3 separate regions of the Mus musculus genome follow, and all the other regions are linked to region 3. Evidence: chromatin contacts called from public HiChIP or PLAC-seq and promoter capture Hi-C data. All regions are on one chromosome and are shown on one strand. The core of a region is the stretch at or near the end of the contact, and the rest is flanking DNA. Distances in the headings are between cores, read along the strand shown.

The links. Promoter capture Hi-C pulls out the DNA fragments that hold promoters and counts their contacts. HiChIP or PLAC-seq counts read pairs in DNA pulled down with a chosen protein or histone mark.
Region 1: a promoter capture Hi-C map of pre-B cells shows a contact between it and region 3, with 6 times the contacts expected there. The contact joins the promoter of Cyb561d1 here to the promoter of Rap1a in region 3. A contact is called at or near these places in 3 of 39 promoter capture datasets (hematopoietic stem and progenitor cells, liver and pre-B cells), 1 of 484 Hi-C or Micro-C datasets (regulatory T cells) and 1 of 9 other capture datasets (adipose tissue).
Region 2: an H3K27ac HiChIP or PLAC-seq map of embryonic stem cells shows a contact between it and region 3, with 5 read pairs. The contact joins the promoter of Gstm2 here to the promoter of Rap1a in region 3. A contact is called at or near these places in 1 of 39 promoter capture datasets (liver) and 1 of 115 datasets of contacts at active chromatin or transcription factors (embryonic stem cells).

The regions. Positions count from the first base shown.
Region 1 is chr3:108,197,679-108,202,092 of GRCm38.p6, reverse strand. It overlaps Cyb561d1 (cytochrome b-561 domain containing 1), which reads left to right and starts at 1,259. Exons shown (of 3, transcript NM_001081320.2): 1 at 1,259-1,466; 2 at 1,931-1,968; 3 at 2,378-4,414. The coding sequence starts at 1,319. The coding sequence ends at 2,881.
Region 2 is chr3:107,984,707-107,989,380 of GRCm38.p6, reverse strand. It overlaps Gstm2 (glutathione S-transferase, mu 2), which reads left to right and starts at 2,961. Exons shown (of 8, transcript NM_008183.4): 1 at 2,961-3,023; 2 at 3,272-3,347; 3 at 3,699-3,763; 4 at 4,053-4,134; 5 at 4,232-4,332. The coding sequence starts at 2,988.
Region 3 is chr3:105,798,674-105,803,588 of GRCm38.p6, reverse strand. Rap1a (RAS-related protein 1a) reads left to right here and starts at 2,208. Exons shown (of 8, transcript NM_145541.5): 1 at 2,208-2,350.

The DNA.
Region 1 (4,414 bases), core at 10-2,509, 2.4 Mb before region 3:
ACAGGCAGTGTACACCCCAGCACACACACACTGCACACAGAAACCTGGAGCTGGCATCCCTGGGAATCTTCTCAGAGAGGATGATAAGGCATATGACGCTGAGTGAGCAGGCACCCCAGAGGCTTAAGAGCGACAACTATGGTTCCACTGGGAAAGAACTGAGAGGGAAGGGGTCTCACACCTGACGCCATCCTTGGGTTTTTGTCCTGAGGGTTTGTGGGAGTTAGCTTATGGCCCCTTTCTGGTTTTCTAGCTACTCTGGGCTTCCATCCCTCTACAAATGGCTGTTCTTGCCCTTCCCATGTCTTAAAACCAGCCTTAGTTCCTCAGCCATGCAGAGGTTGAGCTTGGCGATCACTGCTCTAGAAGTGCTGGACAGCTTTTTTTTTTTTTTTTTTTTTAATTATGGTGTCTGTGTGTGGGTATGCGCATGTGATGCCTGCGGAGGCGAGACGTGTGGGATCCCCCTGTAGCTAGTTACAGTCAGCTGTGAGCCCCCTGAGCAAGAGGAATATGCACTCTTAACCACAGAGCCATTTCCCTACCCACTGGACAGCTCATTCTGGTCTCTTCTGTGAGTTTGCCCTGAACGGAGTAAAGCTTCTCCCATATAGAACTCTTTAGGTTGGGTCATACCTTTTTGGAGGTAATAGTGTAGCAGAACTTGGGGTTGTGGAAAGCTCTGGTTCTACTGTGGCGGCAGCAAAGGCTGAAAGTGCCCCATGGATCTGGAATATTTTGAGGGGGCAGCGTGGGAGGGAGGGGATGGGGAGCAACTACGCCTGTAAGCAGGGATGATGAGATTGCTTCTTTTGGTTTTCATACCTGAAGTCATCAGATTAGATCACTAGGTTTTGGCTTTTCATTTATGTTAATACAGGGAGAAATCTTGTCTCTTGAACAAGCCAGAAATGTCTGAGAAGTAAGCAGTCCAGGGAATCCAGTACTTCTAGAAAGCTGCTCAGAACACTGGTTTCATGCTCTTGGGTCAGCGAATCAAGTGTGTGATTTGGGATTTCGCTGGTATCAGTTGCTACCGATGTAATTTTCGCAGACCTCTTGAGATACCCTTATAGACACAAAGATAGAATGAAGGTGGGTTGGGAGCTCGATTAGGTCAGTGGAGGTTTCCGGGAGCCGCCCTTTGGGGCCGAGGCGCTTCCCCCCCACTCTACAGAGGGCGCTGTGGGCACCTCCGCCACACGGCCCCGCAGCTTCCCCGGGGAGGAGCCTCTCCTGTAGCCGCCGCCGCCTCCGCGATAGCAAACCCGGAAGAAGCCTCTGGTAGCTGGATTGTGCCGGCCGGCCTGGCACTGCTATGCATTCCATGGAGGTAGGTCTGGTTCCCGCTCCAGCGAGGGAGCCGAGACTGACCCGCTGGCTGCGGAGAGGCAGTGGGATCTTGGCGCACCTGATAGCTTTGGGCTTCACCATCTTTCTGACTGTGCTGTCCCGGCCCGGAACCAGTGAGTGTGCGAGGCGAGGTGGGGCGGGGCCAAAGAAGGGGCGGAGCCTAGGCGCTGGAGGGGCCGCTTTGGGCGCACTGGGAGACTGGAAACCTGGACCCTCAGCTGAGGAGGGGCGGGTCCGGGAGTGGTTGTAAAAGCGTAGTAGGCGGGTTCCCGGAAGTCCAGGGAGGGTGGGGCTTGAAAAGACAGAACTGATACTTCCTTAGGAGGCCCTACATGGAAAAGCGTTAGAGGGTCCTGGGCAGGCTAAGGTACTCTAGGGACTGGGCTGCAGCAAGTGCAATCCCCAGGCCAAGGGGGTGTAAGGGCCCCTTGACTCCTCCCTTTGTGGTGAGCTCCTGATTCTTGTTTAGGTTTAAGATGATATGCTGACCTTGTGGCCCGGTCTTTGTCATTTACAAACCACGGGACAGTATCAGTGAAGCCCAGCCGTCAGCCTATTCTCTTTGATTCTTACTTAGGTCTTTTCTCCTGGCACCCTGTGTTCATGGCCTTGGCGGTGAGTTCGGATATTCTTAGATTAACTCTTGGGGAGACATTCAGTTTTTCAGCCTAAGGGTCAGAGAGATGGGTTTAAAGAGGGCTTCATCTTTCCCTAAAACCTATAGGATTGGGGAAAGTGGAGTAAAGTGTCAGGTGGCTGAGAAGGTCAGGGAAAGGGGGAACAGAAGATATTTCTCCTCTAGTGCCTAAAAGGAAGACGCAAGAAGGATGTTTATCAAGGCTTTGTCCTCAGAACTCAGTAGAAAGTTCTCAGTAGAATGTTTGCTGTTCTGTGGTCCAGAAAGGATGTGTGTGAGGCTGCAAGTCCTTAGCTTCCCCGTGTCCTTCTGAATGTGTGAGAAGACCTCCTTTTCCTTGCGCTCCATGTAGACTAGAGGCTCACTGGCCTTTCCTTATGATTACAGTTCTGTCTCTGCATGGCTGAAGCTATTCTACTCTTCTCACCTGAGCACTCCCTGTTCTTCTTCTGCTCTCGAAAAACCCGGATTCGACTCCACTGGGCAGGGCAGACCATGGCCATCCTCTGTGCTGTCCTAGGCTTGGGCTTCATCATTTCCAGCAAGATCCGAAGTGAGATGTCCCATTTGGTGTCCTGGCACAGCTGGATAGGAGCCTTGACACTGTTGGCCACTGGAGGACAGGCACTGTGTGGGCTCTGCCTCCTCTGTCCACGAGCAGCCCGGGTCTCAAGGGTGGCTCGCCTCAAGCTCTACCATCTGACGTGTGGCCTGGTTGTCTACCTGATGGCTACAGTAACGGTGCTCTTGGGCATGTACTCAGTGTGGTTCCAGGCCCAGATCAAAGGTACAGCCTGGTACCTGTGCCTGGGACTACCATTGTACCCAGCCCTGGTGATCATGCACCAGATCTCCAGCTCCTACTTGCCAAGGAAGAAGGTGGAGATATGAACGCCTCCAAACTCTGAATCTAGGTGGGAGTCTTGCCTTGGATTTCAACAGTTCCTTGGTGATCTTCACAGGACCCACTTCAGAAGTAGATGAATTTTTGCACTTCATGGCTGAGCCACAATGTGCAGAAACCCTAGCTGCTACTGTTGAGGCATGATACAGTGGGCTCAAAGGGGGAGATGCCCTACTGGGTACAAGTGGAAGGTTTGGGAGAACCTGAAACCTCACTCTTGGTGGGAGACAGAAGTATTAGGTGGTGGTAATGGTGATGGTGATGGTGATGGTGGTGATTTCTTGTGTGCCTGATGAAGAGTTCTCCTAGGTTATGAATGACAGCCACAGATGCTGGGATCCCTATTGAGAAGGCAGTGCTATCGAGAGCCCGTAACCTCTCAGGCAGTGCTGTACAATCAACCTTAGACAAGTTCCATATCTTAGGACCTCAGTTTCTGACATCTGAAGGTCCCTTATCTTTAACATTGGTGTCTGACAGATTGATGTTGCCGATACCCTCTTAGCTCTGGACCATGTGGGCAGCTCAGGATGTAATTCTCTCATCCATTTTCCCTCTACTCCCCTAGAAGGACCCTTCAGAAATTATGTCAACTTGGTTCCTGAACCAAGAAACAAGGGCCACGCACGAACTGTGGAAAGAAGGGACCCAGGGGAGGTCTCCTGGACAATAAGGTAGTAAAGGCACTGAAGTCACTTTAAAGTTCTTCAGAGGAACTGAAGGCAGTAGCCTTACCAAGCCCTTGCCTCCTGGGCTCCTTAGCTGAGCTAAGGACTTCCTTCAGGCTACCTCTGGGTATGCTCCTGCCATTCATTCTCAGGGCAGAGTGGTCCTGGGCATCTTACTTGGCATGTTGCTCCATGGAACTATTCTTAAGCTTTTAGAACAAAATAAAAACCAAGGAGTAGGCCCCTCTTGACCTAAGGAAGACTCTCTCCCTGTTGCCCGTCTTTCCTTGTCGTTTCCTAAGCTTTCCTTAGTTGCTGTCTCCGGCCAGCTGGGCCTAAGAGTAGGATGATGTTGATAACTGTGTTCTTCCCTGCCGATGTACCTCCTTGATCTGAGTTCCCTAGCGCATCCTTGGTTGTGAGGGTTACATGTCAGATTAGTAAGCTGTGGTGTAGGTCAGTCTAGGAGATGGGCTCTCTATAGATCCTAATAAAGACTGAAGACTGCTGAACCAGGGAAGGTATCCACGCAGCTTTCTACCTCGGAGATAGAGCCAATCAAACACTCTGGGAGGGAGGCCTGCAGTATAGGGGCTGGAGCACCAGTTCCAGAGACAAGGTGTCTGCTTGCCTATCTCAGATCCTCTTCTCCCAGTGGCTCAGAAGCAAGGCAGGTGGGATTCAGTAGAGGAATGGGGACTAGGGGGCAGAAGTATTCTCAGTGGACCTCACCGGGCTTTCCTCAGGGATCTAGCATGACTCTCTAAATACAGCTTGATGAACAGAGGTCCCTGCAGTGCAGAGGGGAACTAACTGTTCTTGGCTTTTCCAAAGCCCTCTCTCCGGCTCAAG
Region 2 (4,674 bases), core at 1,712-4,211, 2.2 Mb before region 3:
TTTTTGATAACTTTGGGTTGGAAGTCGATTTTATCCGATATTAAAATGGCTACTCCAGCTTGTTTCTTCAGTCCATTTGCTTGGAAAATTGTTTTCCAGCCTTTCACTCTGAGGTAGTGTCTGTCGTTTTCCCTGAGATGGGTTTCCTGTAAGCAGCAGAATGTTGGGTCCTGTTTGTGTAGCCAGTCTGTTAGTCTATGTCTTTTTATTGGGGAATTGAGTCCATTGATATTAAGAGATATTAAGGAAAAGTAATTGTTGCTTCCTTTTATTTTTGTTGTTAGAGTTGGCATTCTGTTCTTGTGGCTGTCTTCTTTTTGGTTTGTTGAATGATTACTTTCTTGGTTGTTCTAGGGCGTGATTTCCGTCCTTGTATTGCTTCTTTTCTGTTATTATCCTTTGAAGGGCTGGATTTGTGGAAAGATATTGTGTGAATTTGTTTTTGTCGTGGAATACTTTGGTTTCTCCAACTATGGTAATTGAGAGTTTGGACGGGTATAGTAGCCTGGGCTGGCATTTGTGTTCTCTTAGTGTCTGTATAACATCTGTCCAGGCTCTTCTGGCTTTCATAATCTCTGGTGAAAAGTCTGGTGTAATTCTGATAGGCCTTCCTTTATATGTTACTTGACCTTTCTCCCTTACTGCTTTTAATATTCTATCTTTATTTAGTGCATTTGTTGTTCTGATTATTATGTGTTGGGAGGAATTTCTTTTCTGGTCCAGTCTATTTGGAGTTCTGTAGGCTTCTTGTATGATCATGGGCATCTCTTTTTTTATGTTTGGGAAGTTTTCTTCTATTATTTTGTTGAAGATATTAGCTGGCCCTTTAAGTTGAAAATCTTCATTCTCATCAATTCCTATTATCCGTAGGTTTGGTCTTCTCATTGTGTCCTGCATTACCTGGATGTTTTGAGTTAGGATCCTTTTGCATTTTGTATTTTCTTTGACTGTTGTGTCGATGTTCTCTACGGAATCTTCTGCACCTGAGATTCTCTCTTCCATTTCTTGTATTCTGTTGCTGATGCTCACATCTATGGTTCCAGATCTCTTTCCTAGGGTTTCTATCTCCAGTGTTGCCTCGCTTTGGGTTTTCTTTATTGTGTCTACTTCCCCTTTTAGTTCTAGTATGGTTTTGTTCATTTCCATCACCTGTTTGGATGTGTTTTCCTGTTTTTCTTTAATGATTTCTACCTGTTTGGCTGTGTTTTCCTGCTTTTCTTTAAGGGCCTGTAACTCTTTAGCAGTGCTCTCCTGTAATTCTTTAAGTGACTTATGAAAGTCCTTCTTGATGTCCTCTATCATCATCATGAGAAATGTTTTAAAATCTGGGTCTAGATTTTCGGTTGTGTTGGGGTGCCCAGGACTAGGTGGGGTGGGAGTGCTGCGTTCTGATGATGGTGAGTGGTCTTGATTTCTGTTAGTAGGATTCTTATGTTTGCCTTTCGCCATCTGGTAATCTCTGAAGCTAGCTGTTTTAGTTGTCACTGTTAAGAGCTTGTTCTTCAGGTGACTCTGTTAGCCTCTATAAGCAGACCTGGAGGGTAGCACTCTCCTTAGTTTCAGTGGGCAGAGTATTCTCTGCAGGCAAGCTCTCTTCTTGCAGGGCAGGTACCCAGATATCTGGTGTTCGAACCAGACTCCTGGCAGAAGTTGTGTTCCACTCACCAGAGGTCTTAGGATCCCGTGGGGAGTCCCGTGTGGGCCCTTGCGGGTGTTGGGCAAGACTCTGCTGGCCTAAACTTCAAGTCTTACATTAAGGCCATTGATTTATTTGTATCCCTTCCTGTCTGCCCCCCACCCCGGGATGAGAAATAGGAATCTCACTTCTATTATTATTTTTGTTTTTTTGAGTACATTGTAGCTGTCTTCAGACATACCAGAAGAGGGCATTGGATCCCATTACAGATGGTTGTGAGCCACCACATGGTTGCTGGGACTTGAACTCAGGACCTCTGGAAGAGCAATTAGTGCTCTTAACTGTTGAGCCATCTCTCCAGTCCCTCACTTCTAGTTTCTCTGTGTGTGGATATCTAGTTTTATTTTTTCCCCTTTTTTATAGAGTGACTAGTAATCCATGGTGCACGTGGACTGCACTTTCATCGTACATTTGTCAGAGAATGGGTTCTTAGATGCCATCTATTTTTTAGCTCAGGTAAATTGTGTTCCCCTGTCATTCTAATTTCATTTCCTGTGGATGTATATCGAGTATTGCTGGATCACGTGGTAGCTCTAGTTTTGTCTTTTCGAGGAACACCAGGTTGTTTTCCCTAACGGTTGTGACAGTTGATACTCTTACCTGCAGTGTCGAATGTTCTCTCCTGCCCACAGTCTCACCAGCCCCCATGTGCGAATGGCAGTTCTTTCTGGGGAAGGTGTATCACACTGTGGTTTGCTTTACATCTTTCCAGTGCCCAGTGATCCTGAATATCTGTACTGCATCCACTGGTCGTACCTGTATGTGGCTCTGTTGCCCAGCTTAGCAGAGTCCTGCATGCCCTCTGCTGTCTATGATAAGCTATAGACCACAGAGACATTAATCTCTCAGGCTTGAGGTGTCCTGTTTTGTCCTGGCTCAGCCACCAGGAGCCACCCAGAACCCAGGAAGGGAGTTGATAATGAAGAAGGGACAATGTCAGGAAGATAATAACAGGGTTCCACTTTGACCATCAAGAATGTCCCTAGCTGCACAACTGTTCTCCATGGAAACAGCACGCTAGAGCAAGAAGAGGGAGTTGCTGACACAGGTGCTAGCCCATTCCCATCTTTTATTTCTGACTGCTTAGACTGGTTCCTGAGATTAGCTATATCTTGCCCTGCCCCTGGATCCCTGGCTCCTTCCTTCAACTGGAATGTCTGAAATTTGAGACACTGTAGGCCAATGGTCCAATAGAAAGCCATATCCAGGTCCCGCCTCTTCCTTGCCTAAGACATTATCAGGAAGCTCAGACTAGCAAGGCCCGGGTTGGTCTGCTCTGGACACCAGCACTATGCCTATGACACTAGGTTACTGGGACATCCGTGGGGTGAGTGAGAACGCTTCTGCTGGGTGGGACAGGGGTGGGGTGGGGAGTAGCTAGGGAACTGATTTCCAGGAGATAGACTGAGTTCAGAAGTTGTTGGAAGTTCAAACACGAGAGCTTGTGCTTATGTGGTATGTGTGTGTGAGCTTGTGGGGAGACAGTTACGTGTAAGATGTAGGCTCACCAAGAATCAGCAGAGTCAGACTGTCAGGGTTTTGCAATCTGTGACTTGTCATATGTCATCTTTCCAGCTGGCTCACGCCATCCGCCTGCTCCTGGAATACACAGACACAAGCTATGAGGACAAGAAATACACCATGGGGGACGGTGATTACACCCTGTTTCTCAGGCCCCTGCTCCCCTGCTAACTGGTGCCTAGAGACACTGCTCTGACACCCTGTTGCTCAGCTCTACAGAGCTCCTGGAGTTGGATTTAGAAACTGTCTCTTCCAGATACTGTTTTGAATTTGGGGGGCTGGGTTCTCTTTTCAACTAATTGGCTTATTCAAACCTTTTGAAAATCTTAGTGATATACAGTCCACAGTCCTCAGAAGCATTGTCTACTCTTGGGTGAGGCTGCAGATCTTCTTGGGGGTGTTCTCATACCTGACTCCTTCCCTAGAGAAGGAAGCTGGGATACTGGCATGATTTCTTTTCACATCCTCTTGTCCACCACAGCTCCTGACTATGACCGAAGCCAGTGGCTGAGTGAGAAGTTCAAGCTGGGCCTGGACTTTCCCAATGTAGGTGGAGGAGGAAAGGAGGTTTGGGGAAGACACACTGTTCTCACCTCATCTCCTGGCCTGGCTGAGGGTTGGGGGTCAGTGTTTCTGCTCTCCTGCTCCATCCCTGTTGGCTGCACAGTGTTTCTGTGATGGGCTGTGTCCCAGCTCTCCCATTCAGTGCACACTGTGCCCATGGAGGGCTTCCCATGGCAGGCAGGCTGAGTGTCAGGCCCTGTGTCTGCTCTCACCCAGAGAAAGGATTCAGGTGCCCCATATCCCACCTGACCCTCCCTGCTTGTCCATCCAGCTGCCCTACTTGATTGATGGATCACACAAGATCACCCAGAGCAATGCCATCCTGCGCTACCTTGCCCGAAAGCACAACCTGTGTGAGTGGGGCTGGCTGCAGGGTGGAGGATAGTAGTCATTTTCTAGGCTTATCTGGAGTGGGATGCTGAGGGTGAGTCTGGCCTGTGTGTGCTGCAGGTGGAGAGACAGAGGAGGAGAGGATTCGTGTGGACATTTTGGAGAACCAGGCTATGGACACCCGCATACAGTTGGCCATGGTTTGCTACAGCCCTGACTTTGTGAGTTGGAGCTGGCCCCACACTCTTGCCCTTGCATCTGCTCTGGCCCTGTTTGCCACCAGAGCCTCTCAGTGCTGCTCATGGCACAGTGTTTGAAATTGCCAACAGAGTAACCTCAAAGCTTAGTTTGCCAAATGAAAACTTCCAGTCATTGGCCTAAGGTCCAGTCCAGACTCTCGACAGTGACACTTTAGTCCCTGATAGGACAGACAGAGTTCGATCCCTCCAGGTCTAAGTGCTGGTTCTGTCCTGAGTCATGTCTTTCTGTTGTCCTGGAGTCTTGCCATGTCTGCAGATTGCACACTCATGGGAAGAAGACACTGAGGATAGGGGACACTCTCC
Region 3 (4,915 bases), core at 959-3,458:
CACCCCGTTAAGAGAGGATAAAAGGAAGCACACAGGCCAGATTTGATCTTATCCGTCAGTCCGCAGGCAACACCTACAGCACTGTGTAAACTGGAAAAAATAAACACAAGGAACAGGCAGGGCATGGATGCATGGATGCGTGGTGCGTGGGGCATGGAAAACTGACAAAAGACACCACTCCTAAGGGAGAACAGCTAGGAAAGTGCTCTTTCCTCAAGGCTGAAATTGTCCTACCAGGTACTCAGCCTGGTGGGCAAAATAAAGACTAGACTTTAGCTCTCACTTGTCCCCTTTGCTTTGCAGTGGGCTGTGCCCACCTCAGAATCACACTTACTTGCTCTGTGTCTGTGTCTTTGCTACAGAACAGTCTGTGACTCTCCTGTCCTTGTTCACATTTAAGGCCAACTGCTTCAGCACCGTGCTAGGACTTGTTGCTTCTTGGTTCCCATGGTTTCTCTAGGTGTCTCCTCTTGTCTCTGCACCGGAACTTTATTTTTCACTCTTAACACCACAAGGAAGTAACTCAGCTTTAAAATCCTGTCCCTGGATCCCCACACCATTCCCACTACTGACTGTTGCTAGGCTCAGCCAGCTCCTGGCTGTCTTCCTCGCCTCTCTTTCATTCTCTCAACACACCCCAATCAGACATTTCTCCATGTGATAACACTGGAAGGGTTTTCATTAAGCTTCTCAACAAACTTCAGGCCAAACTTGGTCAGTGGTTAAATTCCCAACTCTTGACTGAGGATGAGGCTCAGTGGCAGTTTGTCTAGCATGAACCAATCAGGGTGGCGGGGATGGGGACTGTGGGGTGGGGGTGAGGCAGAGATTGAGATTCAATTGTCTTCTTAGCTATTTCAGCAGTAGGCAAGGGAACTGACTGATCACTCCCTCTTTTCTAAAACAACTCCCTAACAACTTCCTTCCTTCCAAGGGGTTCCTCTAACCTGACTGTCAACTCTGCTTATCTTTAACCTCTAAGTTTCTCTTGGTCCTCTCTTCCAGTTACTCCCCATCCCTAAGAGAGTTTATGTAGACCGGAGGGTCAAATCATCTACATCCTGATGGATCTCAAATTTATATCTCAGACTCATCACCACTGAACTTTCTCCATCCCCCATAAAACTGAACTCTCAATTTCTTTGGTCCCAGCTTTGTTCTTACCCTATCTTCTCTCTTATTAAATGATATCAGTCAGCAGGCCCCCAACCTAAGATTCATTCCTAATTGTTTCGTTCGACCCTCTGCTTTCTCAAGTCTAAATCTATTAAAATAGGTTTAATAAAGCTAAAATAAACAAAATCTAAAATAAAATAACCACTCTTGGCCAATTGGACGAGAATAGCCACCTTAGACTTCCCCTGTGAACATTCGTGCTTCAGTTGGATATTTTACATACACAGTGAGACTCACTCCAGTTCCCGATGGGCCTGAAACTCATTGTGTAGTCCAGGCTAACCTCAAACTCGTGGCAATTCTGTTCCTGTTTTCAAAATGCTGGGATTCCAGGAGTAAACCACCACGCCCTGCATAAAGTTAACCTTTAAAAACATGAACTAGATATAGTTGTTTCTGGGCCCACCCTCTCCTCGGGGCTTCCTGTTGTCATTACAATGGCCCAAAGGCTCCACCGGGTCTGGTCGTTTGTCCAGATCTTGGCGCCTCAGTACTCTTTGGCCATAGACTCTACTTATCTATCCATCCTTTCGCTTGCATTTTGCTAGTTGTGAAATATGGAAGACACACCCCACCTCGGGGTTTGTGGCTGATTTCCTCTCAACCCAGGAAGGTATTCTTCTCATCCAGCCTCTTTTGGATAGGCTCGTTTCTTCATAGCACGAACAAAAGCATGCAAAGCCCTCCCTGGTGACCTGTGAATTTTGCTACTCTTTTTGTTGTTCGTGTTCCCTCTCCTGGGTCACGAGGATGAGAGCTCTATAAGTGACTTTCCCTATGTATGCCTAGGCATTGGGGACCTACTAGGCACTCAACTAACAGCTGTCCCATGGTTGCATCCCTTCAAAATTCTCTTTCTGATTTTTTTTTCCCTTCCTCATTTCAATGTTGGCCTTAACCACCTTCTCAAAGGCAAGGCCCCAGTTCCTGTTGGCACACTATGCCCCCCACCCTTTGAAGAACGGCTCCCTTAAATAGATTCCGGACACAGCGGGGAAGGCGGAGACCAGGGCGGGGGGGGCGGGGCCTGCGTGCTGCGTGCGTGCGCGTTCCGGAGGCGCCGCCGCCGCCGCTCCCGAGGCCGCTGCTCCTGCCGCCGCCGTGCAGAGCCCGAGCCCGAGCCGCGGCCGAGAGGAGGGAGGAGGAGGAGGTGGAGGAGGCGCCGGGCCGCGGGGTGAGTACGGGGTGCGAGTGAGGGGCGCGGACTGGCCGCACCTCGGTGGCCTATTCTTAACCGTCCGCGAGTCCGGGGCGGCGGCCGGGGGCCCGGCGGGCGGGAGGGGCCGCGGCTGAAGGCCGGAGCCAGCCACGCCCGCGGACCGAGGCGGCCCGGCGGGGCCTGCGGGACCGGCCGCGAGGGGCGGGCCGCGAGATGGGACGCGTGTCCGCGCCCGCTCGGCTGTCGTCCCCGCGGACGGAGAGGTGCGGTGCCCTCCGCGCGGCCTTTGCCCCGGCCGCCGAGCGCTGACACCTCTGTGTCCCACTCCGCCGCCAGCCCGGGTTCCCGCCCTCCCTGCCCTCTGTATTCTGCCGCTTGCCATGTGTTCGCCTTTGCAGCGTCGCTCTCGACTCTCTGATATCTGCTGCTACCCCTGAATTTTGTCAGGAAAGAGGCCACGGTGTGATTCCGGTCTTCCGCCCACCGAGGGCGTGTGAGGAGTGTGGGGTGGTGGGATTGTAGCTTGTCTCCTTACTCAGAAAGTTAAGGGCAGTGTCTTCTGCTGAGTTGTGTAATTGGCTGTTGTAAGGAGAAGAGCAAGGAAGGACAGTTGTGTCCCCCGCGTCCGCCCCCCCTCCTATCTGAGATTTCCTCACAGGATAGAAAACTAGAGTTGAGGGGACCTTTCATGCCTTGGAAAAAGAGCTACCGCTCAGAAACTGTGAGTGTATTGCCGTTGGGAAAGGAAAATCGTTTTGTCGCTGCTTTGAAGGAAGTACTGTGTAAGAAATGGAATAAAAGGGCAGGAGGTTAATGGGCCAAGCGGGACAGGTACCAACCGCTGTTGTCTGCTTCTTGGGTGGCTGAAGATACTGTTTTTATTAGAGTCAAAGTGTCGACTCTCAGAATTAACCAGGGGAGTTAGCCTTCAGAAGCGGGCGGTTAGAAGAGATGATGCTGGAAACAGGATTTGGAAACTTTCTTTGAGTTTCCTGTCAGAGTGTGTGGGGGTAGATATGCCTGTGAGTACTTTTTTCTTTTGATGTAATTGATTTCTGTAACACTTTGGTAGAGTAAGTACTAGATTAGGTCCCAGACTCTTTCCTGTCTTTATGCTCTTCTGTAACACTTTGTTTCAAAATTAAATTTACATTTTCGGATATTCTTTCTTAGTGTGACTCTTGTTTAGTTTAGTTCCTTGCTACTTCAGGTTCTGTTATGATTGTGTTCGTTAGCAAGGATTATACCTGTCCCAGCATTTGTCGAATGAGTTGAGTGGTCTGTTTACACATCTCTTATCTTTTTGAGAGAAATCTTTATGTTAAATGTTGCATTCCGCTTCCATTATAAAAAATGTCATTCTTAACCATTTCTAGAACATGGTGATGCATATGAACTCTTCCTTTGCCCAGGAAAAACAAAACAGACATTTATCCCCAGAATGTTGTATTCAGCTTCTGGTCTCCTCTAAAGCCACCCATAGACACCGATCTTAAAAGTGAACAGAGATCTCGATGTTATTCAGTTTCATATTAAAACTTTGCAAAAGTGCACACTTTTTGTGGCCTCAGGTGTGATCGTGCTTTCACCCTAAATTCTGAGGATTTTGGAACAAGGTTTAAAATTGATTTCAGTTTTATGAGGAAAAGTTCTCAGGAACCTCTCTCCCCTCCCCCCAATCTCCTGTGGCTCAGTGGTGTCACTGAGGAAGACCTTGAACCACCAACTCTCTTGCCTCGACCTCCAGAGTGCTTGGATCAGTATAGACTTCCCTGGTTTATGTGGTGTTGGGATGAAACCCAGCTTCATGCAGGGAACTTTTAGCAGTCATTTTGTTTGTAGTGTTGAGGAGCTAATCCAGAGCCTCAAGCAGGGTTGGCAAGCACTTTGCCCCTGAGCTATATCCCCGGCTCTAACCAGTAGCCATTTTTAACCAATACTCCCTAGTATATTTTGACCCCTCTAAACTCATAATCATGACTAATCAGACTTTTGTATAATCTATGTTTTAGTAATATGAGCATTTGAAAATCAAATAATTTCTTTTTTTTCCTCTTCCAAGCTTGTTCATATGTGTGGTCTTCATGTAGTCAGTTGTGAAAATATGCAACATTCAGGAAGTACTTAATTGAATGTCTGCTGTGTGGATAAGGAGTTCTTGCTGTCATCCCTTCAGCAGGAGGGACAAGACCCTAGCCAAGTAAATGTAGTGTCAGGTGTTAGAGCTGTGTGGAAGGGTGAGGACTGGTGAGGGGCTAGAGAATACTGTCAGGGAAGACCTGAAGGAAGTGAGGAGGGCTGTGTGCTTCCTCAGATGCAAAAAGATGACAGGAAGAGCGAGCGGCCTGCTAGGGCAAAGACCCTCCAGTATATGTGACCCTTTGAGAACAGCTAGGAGGGCAGTGTGGTGTAAGAACAGTAAGCAGGGAGAGAAGAGGGCTTGAGATTAGAGAAGTAAGGGGGGCTCTTACACTCAGTACTGGGACGTTTGCATTTTACACTGACTGACATGGGGGAGCCCTTAGAGTAGAAGAGAGACCTTATCTGACCTAAGTTTATGAACATCCTTCTGACTATTGT